Regions from separate parts of the Mus musculus genome. Here regions 1 and 3 are each linked to region 2. A link is a contact called in public HiCAR-type and HiChIP or PLAC-seq data. All regions are on one chromosome and are shown on one strand. The core of a region is the stretch at or near the end of the contact, and the rest is flanking DNA. Distances in the headings are between cores, read along the strand shown. Region 1 overlaps Slc25a26 (solute carrier family 25 (mitochondrial carrier, phosphate carrier), member 26). Region 2 holds the start of Tmf1 (TATA element modulatory factor 1). Region 3 holds the start of Magi1 (membrane associated guanylate kinase, WW and PDZ domain containing 1).

Region 1 (2,700 bases), core at 36-2,535, 2.6 Mb after region 2:
ATAGCACTGCATCCCTTCAGGGAGGAGTGAGTATTGCTATGCTACGGATCAGAGAACTGGTGCTCAGAGAGCCCAACATCTTCTCCAGGAACTGGGGCCAAACCAGAGACTCAGCCACTTGTCAGACAGAAAGCCCAGCCTAGGTTCCAGACACTATCCCAGCCCAGCCTCACGGCAGCCTTAGTGAACTACCACCTTCTGATGGTAGGTTCTCACTACAGAGGTAGTGTGACAGAAACTGTCCCCTTTGACAAATGTGTCATGCAAAGGGGACTGTATTGAAAGCCATTTCCCAAACACATAGTATCAATGTATCTGCATGTGAATCTCTGCTCTCATGGTGTGGGGTCTCTATCGGAACATGCTTATCCCTTACTTGAAGATGGACAAGTTTTAGAGCAGTGGTTTTCAATGTGAGGGTCGAATGACCCTTCTCAGGGGTCACCTAAGACCATCAGAAAACCACAGATATCCACTTTATATCCATAACAGTAGAAAAATTACAGTTATAAAGTAGCAACAAAAACAGTTTTATGGGGTGGGGGTGGGGGTCATAAGGAACTGTAATGAAGGGTCAGAGCACTAGGCTGGCTGAGAACCACTGTTTGAAAGTATTCAACTCCAAGAAGTGGCTTTCCTTGACCAGGGCAACTAAATTCCCATAACGTTTACTTAGTGTTCTGCATCCAACACCACCCCCACCATCCCCTGGTCCCTTGACCAATTCAAGCAGACAGTCAACAAAAATAAACTTCTCTAAAGGGCTAGGTAGCAAACCTAACCTCTGGAAAATGAATTAAGACCACCTCCTCCTCTAACCGAGCCACAGACGATCCGGGTATGGAAGCTATTACCCTCCCCATCTGTGTGTGCTGATACCCCATCTCCAGGGAAAGTGCTTAGTTTTGGTGATTACTTCCACAACTTAAATAGATTTAAATTATTAACAAAGGAACCTATAAAATGTATGACTTCTACTGCCCTAATCAGTACATGGAAATAAATAAATCCAACAATTGATATAGAACTTGGAAAACAATCATTTTCCCCTAAAGTTGCTGATCTTCCAACCTACCTGTCCATCTGTTCACCAGCATTGCCTCTAAACCCCTTACAATTCTCTGGCCAAGTTCCATTTGCTTTACTGCAACTGCAGCTACCTGCATTTCTCTTTCTCTTAGGGGCTGAACTTACCACTTACTACATCCTTTAAAGCACCAGTGTTCTCGGGACTTCATGATAGGCAGCATGGTACTGCACACTGCACTCTGCTCTTGCTTTAATGTCTCCAGAATGCCCAGATGTTCACAAGGCTGTATTTCCTGCTCCATGCAGTTCAGCCTGCAGGAAGCTGTGGAGTGGCCCCTGCTCTCCCAATAGTAATTAATCTCCCGCACTGTCAAACATGTCACATGGGCTGTGAATCTCGGATCACCCACAACACTGCTCCTAGCAGACAGCTGTGCAGCACACCCCCACTCCCACAGAGTGCTTTATAAATTATCCTTAAGATAATCCAAGGGCCCGAGTGAGGCTTTAATAAAGATAAAAAGAGAGAGAAAAATTTGTCAAAGACAAATTGGTTGTCATTGAAGCAGACACCTCTAACGGGTTTTTTTTTTCCCCTCTAAGATAATTCTTTTCGTAAATAGCAGTGAAGCTGTCTTCATCTAACGATCTGGAATTCCTGAGGAATGCTGTTTTGCACAGCTAGCATTTTCACATTCACGTCCCCCCCCCCCACACACACACACTCCGGTCTCTCCCAGTACAATATAATCCCTTGCACCTGCAAAAGCTCCGCAGACTGCTGACTGCCAAGAATCCACCACATGACCCCGCCGCCACGCCCAGAGGGCCTGTGTGGAAGGAGAAAGAAAAATACAAGTTATTCCATCTTGGAGTTTATCAGAACCTGCTGTGGGTTTAGCTTGGGATGGAACTTAAGTGAGAATCTATTTTGGAAGCATTCCTCAATGGTGACATAAGTGACTTTCCCAAGGATTTAACAGCATTCTAAAATTAGTCAAAAAAGTACGGGTGGCAGCTACATTACGGTTCTCAAAGGAAGCATTTTCAAGGACGATTTCATACCCACAAGGTAAAATAAAGATAACAAATTTATGACAATGAAATATTTTGCATATTTCCCATATAACTCTAAGCATATAATACAATACTTTATAATTATTCCAGAACAATATATGTCAACTTCCTTAGTTCTTTTCAAAGTCCTTATCCATAACCCACCTTTGGAAGATACTAGCTGTTACCTGTGCGCTACTTTAATTGAAGGGGTGGAACATGTTTTGAGACAGGGGCTAACAATAGTCCAGGCTACCCCCAAACCCAGGATCATGCTTCCTCAGATACCTAGTGCTAGGATTGCAGGTGTGTGCCACCGTGCCCAGCATCAATTTAAATTACTGAAAGCATGTTTATGCTGTTCACACAATAAGCTGGAATCATGCAAACACCACAGCAGGTGTGAGCTGGGGAACATGGTAGACAGTGTTTTGCTCGTTGAACACTTACTGCCTGGTATTATCATGGACTCTAACCCTCTGCAACTGCAAGCCACCATAAACATTTTCTTTTATGAATTGTTTTGGTCACAGTGTCTCTTCAGAGAAGTAGAAAAGCAGCTAAGATTTTTATGATGAAAAGGTCAGGGGGAAAAAAAAGCTGTATTGCTAATGT
Region 2 (2,700 bases), core at 180-2,679:
TTAGACAATGGAGTGCTGTACCTGTACCCAGGGAACAAAAGGATTGACTGCAGACTTGAAGCTAGGAGAAGCATGGTGCATTCTCCATGAAGATTTCAGAGGGAGGACAGCTCCAGTGAACAACTTCAGACTTCTGGCTCCAAACCACAAAAGCATTTCTGTCATTTTAAGCCATCCTGTTAGTAGTTCTGGTAGTCCTAGGGAATGTTTTGGGGGATAAAATTACATTTCCCCTTTCCCTTCCGTCCCTCTAAACTTTTTCATAGACCTCTATTGCTCTCTCTCAAATTAAGTCTCTTTTATTAACTGTTAAGTATATAAGTGTGTATACATATGCGTTCTCAAATGCATTAATTAGTACAACCCTCAGTCTGTATGATGATTTCGGGGCTGCTCATTTGGTAGTGTGTAACCTTCCCAGGGGAAGATTTACCCCATTCCTAGCTTCGGCATTCCTTAAGTACCCGTGGTTCTTTGTGTAGGGTAGGAGTCTCTTTTCACAAAGGGCTAATGCTTGAATTAAATTTAGCCTTTAAATGCTGGTAGAAAATTTTTCTTTAGCATTATTAGAACCAAACCAAACAGCTGCTGACTGGACAAGGAAGGCCATCGACTTTAAATTTTCTCCCATGACCAAGTGTGGGAAAGAGAGCATACAAGCTGTATCTTTTAGGCAGTGTGCACAGTATGTACTGATGGGTTAATATTTTATTGCTTGCCAAGTGGCTTAACCCATCCAAACCGCTGTTACAAACTGCCATAAAGTGGCTGGCTCATAGGCTACAGAAACTTGATTTTTACTGTTCTTGTGACTGGGAGGTCCAAGACGAGCACAGCTGATGAGAGCCATCTATTTCTAGTTCATGGCTGGCGTGACCTTGGTATGTTATGCTTGAGAGGGCGTAGGCACCTCTTAATAGGGCATTCATCTCTTTCCCGTGGGTGTCACAGTCATCTCGTGACCCAGAAAGTTCCTTAAAGCCCCACCTCTTAACATAGGAGTGTGCTGATGAACGCCATTCAGATGACAGAATTAGGTTGAGAGGGAGGTGGTTTCATCTGTTAATGTTCCAGGACCTGGGGACCGTGCCCATCAAGTCAGGCATAGACATCCAGGCCAGGCGAGAACTGGCCAACTACTTTTTGAGTACCAAGATTAATAAGTGTGAGGCCTAGCCGCCGGGATTATAGCGAGGCACACGCGGCTCTGGTCGCTCCCGGAGGTCTGGGCCTCGGCGCAGATCGCGTCCCTCAGTTGAGAACGGCCATGAAGCCCAGAGGCGGCTGGTAACTAAGGGCTCCGCTCCGCTCCCGGATGTGGCTTCACGCTACCGCCTCCGTCCTTCCGTCTGGGCGGAACTCGGCTCCCGGATCTGGTGGTTGTGTACGTGGAAGGGCGGCGCATGCGCGGCGGGGCCCGGCTCAGCTGTGCGGAAGGCTCGCAGCGCCGCGCGGCCGCGGGAGGCGGTGGGGCCGGGGCCGCCGCTGAGGCCGCCGGAGCCGGCCGGAGCCGGCGCTGAGGAGGGGCCATGAGCTGGTTCAATGCCTCGCAGTTGTCCAGCTTCGCCAAGCAGGCCCTGTCCCAGGCCCAGAAGTCCATCGACAGGGTCCTGGACATCCAGGAGGAGGAGCCGAGCGCCTGGGCCGAGGCCATCCCGTACGGCGAGCCGGGTAAGCGGGTCCCGGGGTGTCGCGCCTGCCTGCCTGCCTGCTGTCGGACCCCAGTCCCGCACGCCTCGGCCCCGGTGCGGGTCCTGCTGACCTCAGGTGTCAGCTCGAGCTCTGGTCCTGGCCCCAGGCCCCTGACTACAGAGTCAGGAGCACAGCCCCAGATCCCCAATTGCTAGGCGTCTTCCGCCTTGGCGCCCTAGGTCCGAGCCTTGTAAATCCCCAGTCCCGGAGCCCCGCGGGAAGCGTTTAAGGAACACAAAAGACTTTGTTTACAAAAAGTTCACCGTCTCAAAACAACCCGAGTCAGGGATGGTAGACCCCGTGTTCTACAGAGGAGCTAACCGAAACTCAGAATGCATAACTTTCTCCAGGTGAGGCACAGTCTGTACGGGGCAGAGTCCCAAGAGAATTTGTGCTCCAAGAGTTCCCAACTGTAGCCCTTTTTGCAGCACCAGATCTTTCAGATGAACTGAAATTACTCTTTCCAGGATTATTCGGTTGCTTGTGTCTTTACGTCTAAGGGAGTCTGGAGCACTTTTCGTGTGTAGCAACAGACACTGGGGCAAACCTTTGGATGAAAGTTAACTGTGGTTTCTGGTTTTAGATGTACATTGTTGAAAACTCGGGACCTAAGTTGAATCATTGATAACGTAGTTTATGTATGACTGTAGATATATCGTGATCTTATTTCATTCTCTGTGGCACCTTGCTATTGGGAAGCTCGCCTTTTTGTGGTTGGACCCCAGAGCTGGAGTTACTAAACTTAAGATCAGATGTTTCAAATAAAAAGATACTCATTATCCCCCGCCCCGGGCGAAATCTGAGACATGGATAGTGCTGTATAATTTATTTTAGAGGGCAGGTTGTCTGAAATGGAATATGCTTTCTTGAATGCTATTTTCATTGATCATCTGTTGTGTTTTAGATTACAAAACAACATGGGTCTGAAGAATAGGAATAGTTTAAGTGGATGTGTGGTTACTATAATTTTGTACCACATTTTTCAAGAGGCAAAGTTAAACCCTGGTA
Region 3 (2,700 bases), core at 101-2,600, 2.9 Mb after region 2:
GGCTTGAAGAGCTTAAATGTATGCTTATGTTCTAGAGAGGGGATTACAACCCCAACCACTAAGGACTCTGACACCCCCCCCCCCCCCAGTTATCAGACTGTGAAATTTTATATGCCACCATAAATTATTTACTTTGCAAGTTTCCAGTGCCTATGTATTATTTCTAACAACTCTGTGTGTGAGGTGGGGTGGGGTGGGGGTGGGGGTGGAGGAGGGGGTGGGGGTGGGGGTGGGAGTGATTGTATTCCTCCAGCCTTGGCAAGTGGAAGGTCTTCACTTAATGTTGTACTTAAGATGCCTGCGGAATCTGAACTTCAGACCTATCCTCTCGACCCACCTCAGTGACATCCTCATCTCTCTGAGTGGCTCCAACTCAGCTCCTTTTATCTAGTAGATTCTCAAGTCCGTGACCAAAGAGGAACTCATTGGAAACCACTGAAAAATAAACAAAACCGCTAGGGCCACCACTGCACTGGCTTCTTGGCGGTGGGGGCTGTTCTTTCTGTCCCGGCCTCACCAGTGCCCCGATTACTGGACCCCGCCTCTGGGCGGCGAATTCCGAGGTGGCCGGCTCGCCCACGCTTGTGCAGGACCCGCACCCTGCGGTGATCTTTACTCCCCAAAGCAGTGCTTAGGTTTCTCGGCTCTCCTAGAAGCCAAAGGGGGCTGGCCACCGCCGCCCCCTTTGCTGGAAGGACAATGAGAGGCCAGCGAGAAGTCTTAGGTAAAAAGGCCACGCTAGCTTTGGCTTTTCTCGCTCGCTGGCAGTTTTTTCCTTGTCCTAAAAAGTTGGCCCCAAAGTTTAACGATGGGAGCGTATGTGTAGGTGCGTTTGGTGGGCGCGGACAGGGATGCAGAGGGTGTGTGGGTCTTGTTGATTCGGGTCCTCAGGGTCACAGAGACAAGAGCCAGGCTCCGCATGTGGACTTGAACCCCTGGGCGGGGAGCAGGCGCGGAAATGTGGCGGAAGGCGCGTGAGCGATGGCGTGGCCAGGCACTAGCGGAGGACGAGGAGGGACCCGGGTAGGCAGCAAGAGTGTGAGCCCCGCGCTGAATTGGTCTCCCAGCCCCCACCTGTTTGAAACGATTTGCAAACACCAAAGCCAAATTCTCTGTGTTCCAAAAGTTCGAGAGCTGGAGTCGGGCAAGCACACGTGTTCCCCCAAAAGGCTCTGGCTGAGCCGACCACACTGCAAGAGGAGGAATTCTAGGGGTGCAGGGAGAGGAGCAAGTTGGCGTCAATGAAGGGTCGGCCCTAGGACCCCGCGGGAGGCGCGTTGGAATCTCTCCCTTCCAGGAGGAGGGGTGGGGCGGGCCTGCCCGCGGGCGGCCGCCGGGCGCATGCGCGCGCGTCTCCTCTCCAGCCGGCCGCTGCGCTCCGCCGCGCGGAGTAGAATGAACTGTAACAAAACAAGCCGAGCCTTTGTATCTGCTTAAAGGGGCCGCGGCCACTTCCCTCGCGTCCCCTCACCCCCGCCCCGCGCCGTCGCGTCTCCAGGGCTCCCGGCAACTAGCTTGGAAAGGGCTTCCCTCGCGCTGAGGAGCGGCCGGCCGGCGCGGAGCAGGCGCGGCGTGTGTGGAGAGAGCCGCGGAGCGGAGAGCGGGCCCGGGCGGCGCCGGAGTGGACTCTGGTCCCGGGAGCGCGGTCGGCGCCGGAACGCGGACCCGGAGGCACCGGAATGCAAACAAAGCTCGCGGGCGCCCGTGCAGGGCTCTTCACGGAGCCCGGAAAGTTTGTTTTATGATGGCTTGAGAGCGCGAGAGAGTCGGGCGAGGAGGCTCGAGTAGCTCGCTCCCGCGCTCCGAGAGATGCTTCTCCCGTGAGCCCGCCGCTCCGGGGGCTCGTGCTGTGGGGGCACCTGTCTCTCGTTTTAGCAGTTTTCTTTTCTTTTTCTTTTTTTCTTTAATTTGAATTTTGTTTTCGAGGAGGGGCTGTAACTCATCATGTCGAAAGTGATCCAGAAGAAGAACCACTGGACTGGCCGCGTTCACGAGTGCACCGTGAAGCGGGGACCCCAGGGCGAGCTGGGGGTGACGGTCCTGGGGGGCGCGGAGCATGGGGAGTTTCCGTACGTGGGGGCGGTGGCGGCGGCCGAGGCGGCGGGGCTTCCCGGCGGTGGCGAGGGGCCGAAGCTGGCCGAAGGTGAGCTGCTGCTGGAGGTGCAGGGGGTCCGGGTGTCCGGCTTGCCCCGCTATGACGTGCTGGGAGTCATCGACAGCTGCAAGGAGGCCGTCACCTTCAAAGCCGTCAGACAAGGTAAGACGGGGCGTGCCTTTGGGGGGCGCACCCCGAAAAAGAGGGGAGGCCTGAGGGGGCGCCGTTTGCTCCGAGTGCTGTGAGCCAAAGTTGAGGCCCGGACCAGATGCACTCAAAGTTGTGAGGTTGTGGGCTGTGCGCCCACCTGCGTGGCGGGCTGGGGCCGGGGTTGCGCCGGGAAGCGGGGAGATGCTTCCCAGGTCTGGTTTGCCAACTTCTAGGTCGTAGCCACCTAGTGCTGCGCAGCCTCGCCTTCACCTTAAGGCAGATGGGGAACTGAGGGAGGCTAAGGTGGACGCTTCCCCCAGCCCCTTACGGGATGGATGAGCTCACGGAGCTGGTGGCTTGCCACTGCCTGTTTCCCTGAACTGGAGAGTGGGTCGTGGAAGGAGAGGGTCTATTTATGGTTGATTGGAATTCTTCCATCACAGAATTTGCCTTCA

Evidence for each region. HiCAR-type assays count read pairs that join an accessible place to other places. HiChIP or PLAC-seq counts read pairs in DNA pulled down with a chosen protein or histone mark.
Region 1: a contact with region 2 is called in an H3K4me3 HiChIP or PLAC-seq map of stem cell-derived neural progenitor cells, with 6 times the contacts expected there. The contact joins the enhancer-like site here to the promoter of Tmf1 in region 2. A contact is called at or near these places in 4 of 39 promoter capture datasets (the C10 cell line, cranial neural crest, hippocampal neurons and 1 more) and 3 of 115 datasets of contacts at active chromatin or transcription factors (astrocytes, large pre-B cells and stem cell-derived neural progenitor cells).
Region 3: a HiCAR-type map of astrocytes shows a contact between it and region 2, with 6 times the contacts expected there. The contact joins the promoter of Magi1 here to the promoter of Tmf1 in region 2. A contact is called at or near these places in 1 of 39 promoter capture datasets (hippocampal neurons) and 2 of 115 datasets of contacts at active chromatin or transcription factors (astrocytes and large pre-B cells).

The regions. Positions count from the first base shown.
Region 1 is chr6:94,591,571-94,594,270 of GRCm38.p6, reverse strand. Slc25a26 (solute carrier family 25 (mitochondrial carrier, phosphate carrier), member 26) reads right to left here. Exons shown (of 10, transcript NM_026255.5): 7 at 1,790-1,859. Among named protein-coding and RNA genes, the nearest start is that of Mir7041, 13 kb to the left of the region's middle. Within about 2 kb of position 1,285, at least 50 of the 459 cell types and tissues checked have an H3K27ac peak or open chromatin away from gene starts, as enhancers often do. A contact at or near this core is called in stem cell-derived neural progenitor cells, where this site is marked.
Region 2 is chr6:97,177,853-97,180,552 of GRCm38.p6, reverse strand. It overlaps Tmf1 (TATA element modulatory factor 1), which reads left to right and starts at 1,429. Exons shown (of 17, transcript NM_001081111.2): 1 at 1,429-1,671. The coding sequence starts at 1,530.
Region 3 is chr6:94,282,567-94,285,266 of GRCm38.p6, reverse strand. It overlaps Magi1 (membrane associated guanylate kinase, WW and PDZ domain containing 1), which reads left to right and starts at 1,350. Exons shown (of 24, transcript NM_001029850.4): 1 at 1,350-2,257. The coding sequence starts at 1,945. Gm31661 (a long non-coding RNA gene) reads right to left here and starts at 1,346. Exons shown (of 5, transcript XR_377886.4): 1 at 338-1,346.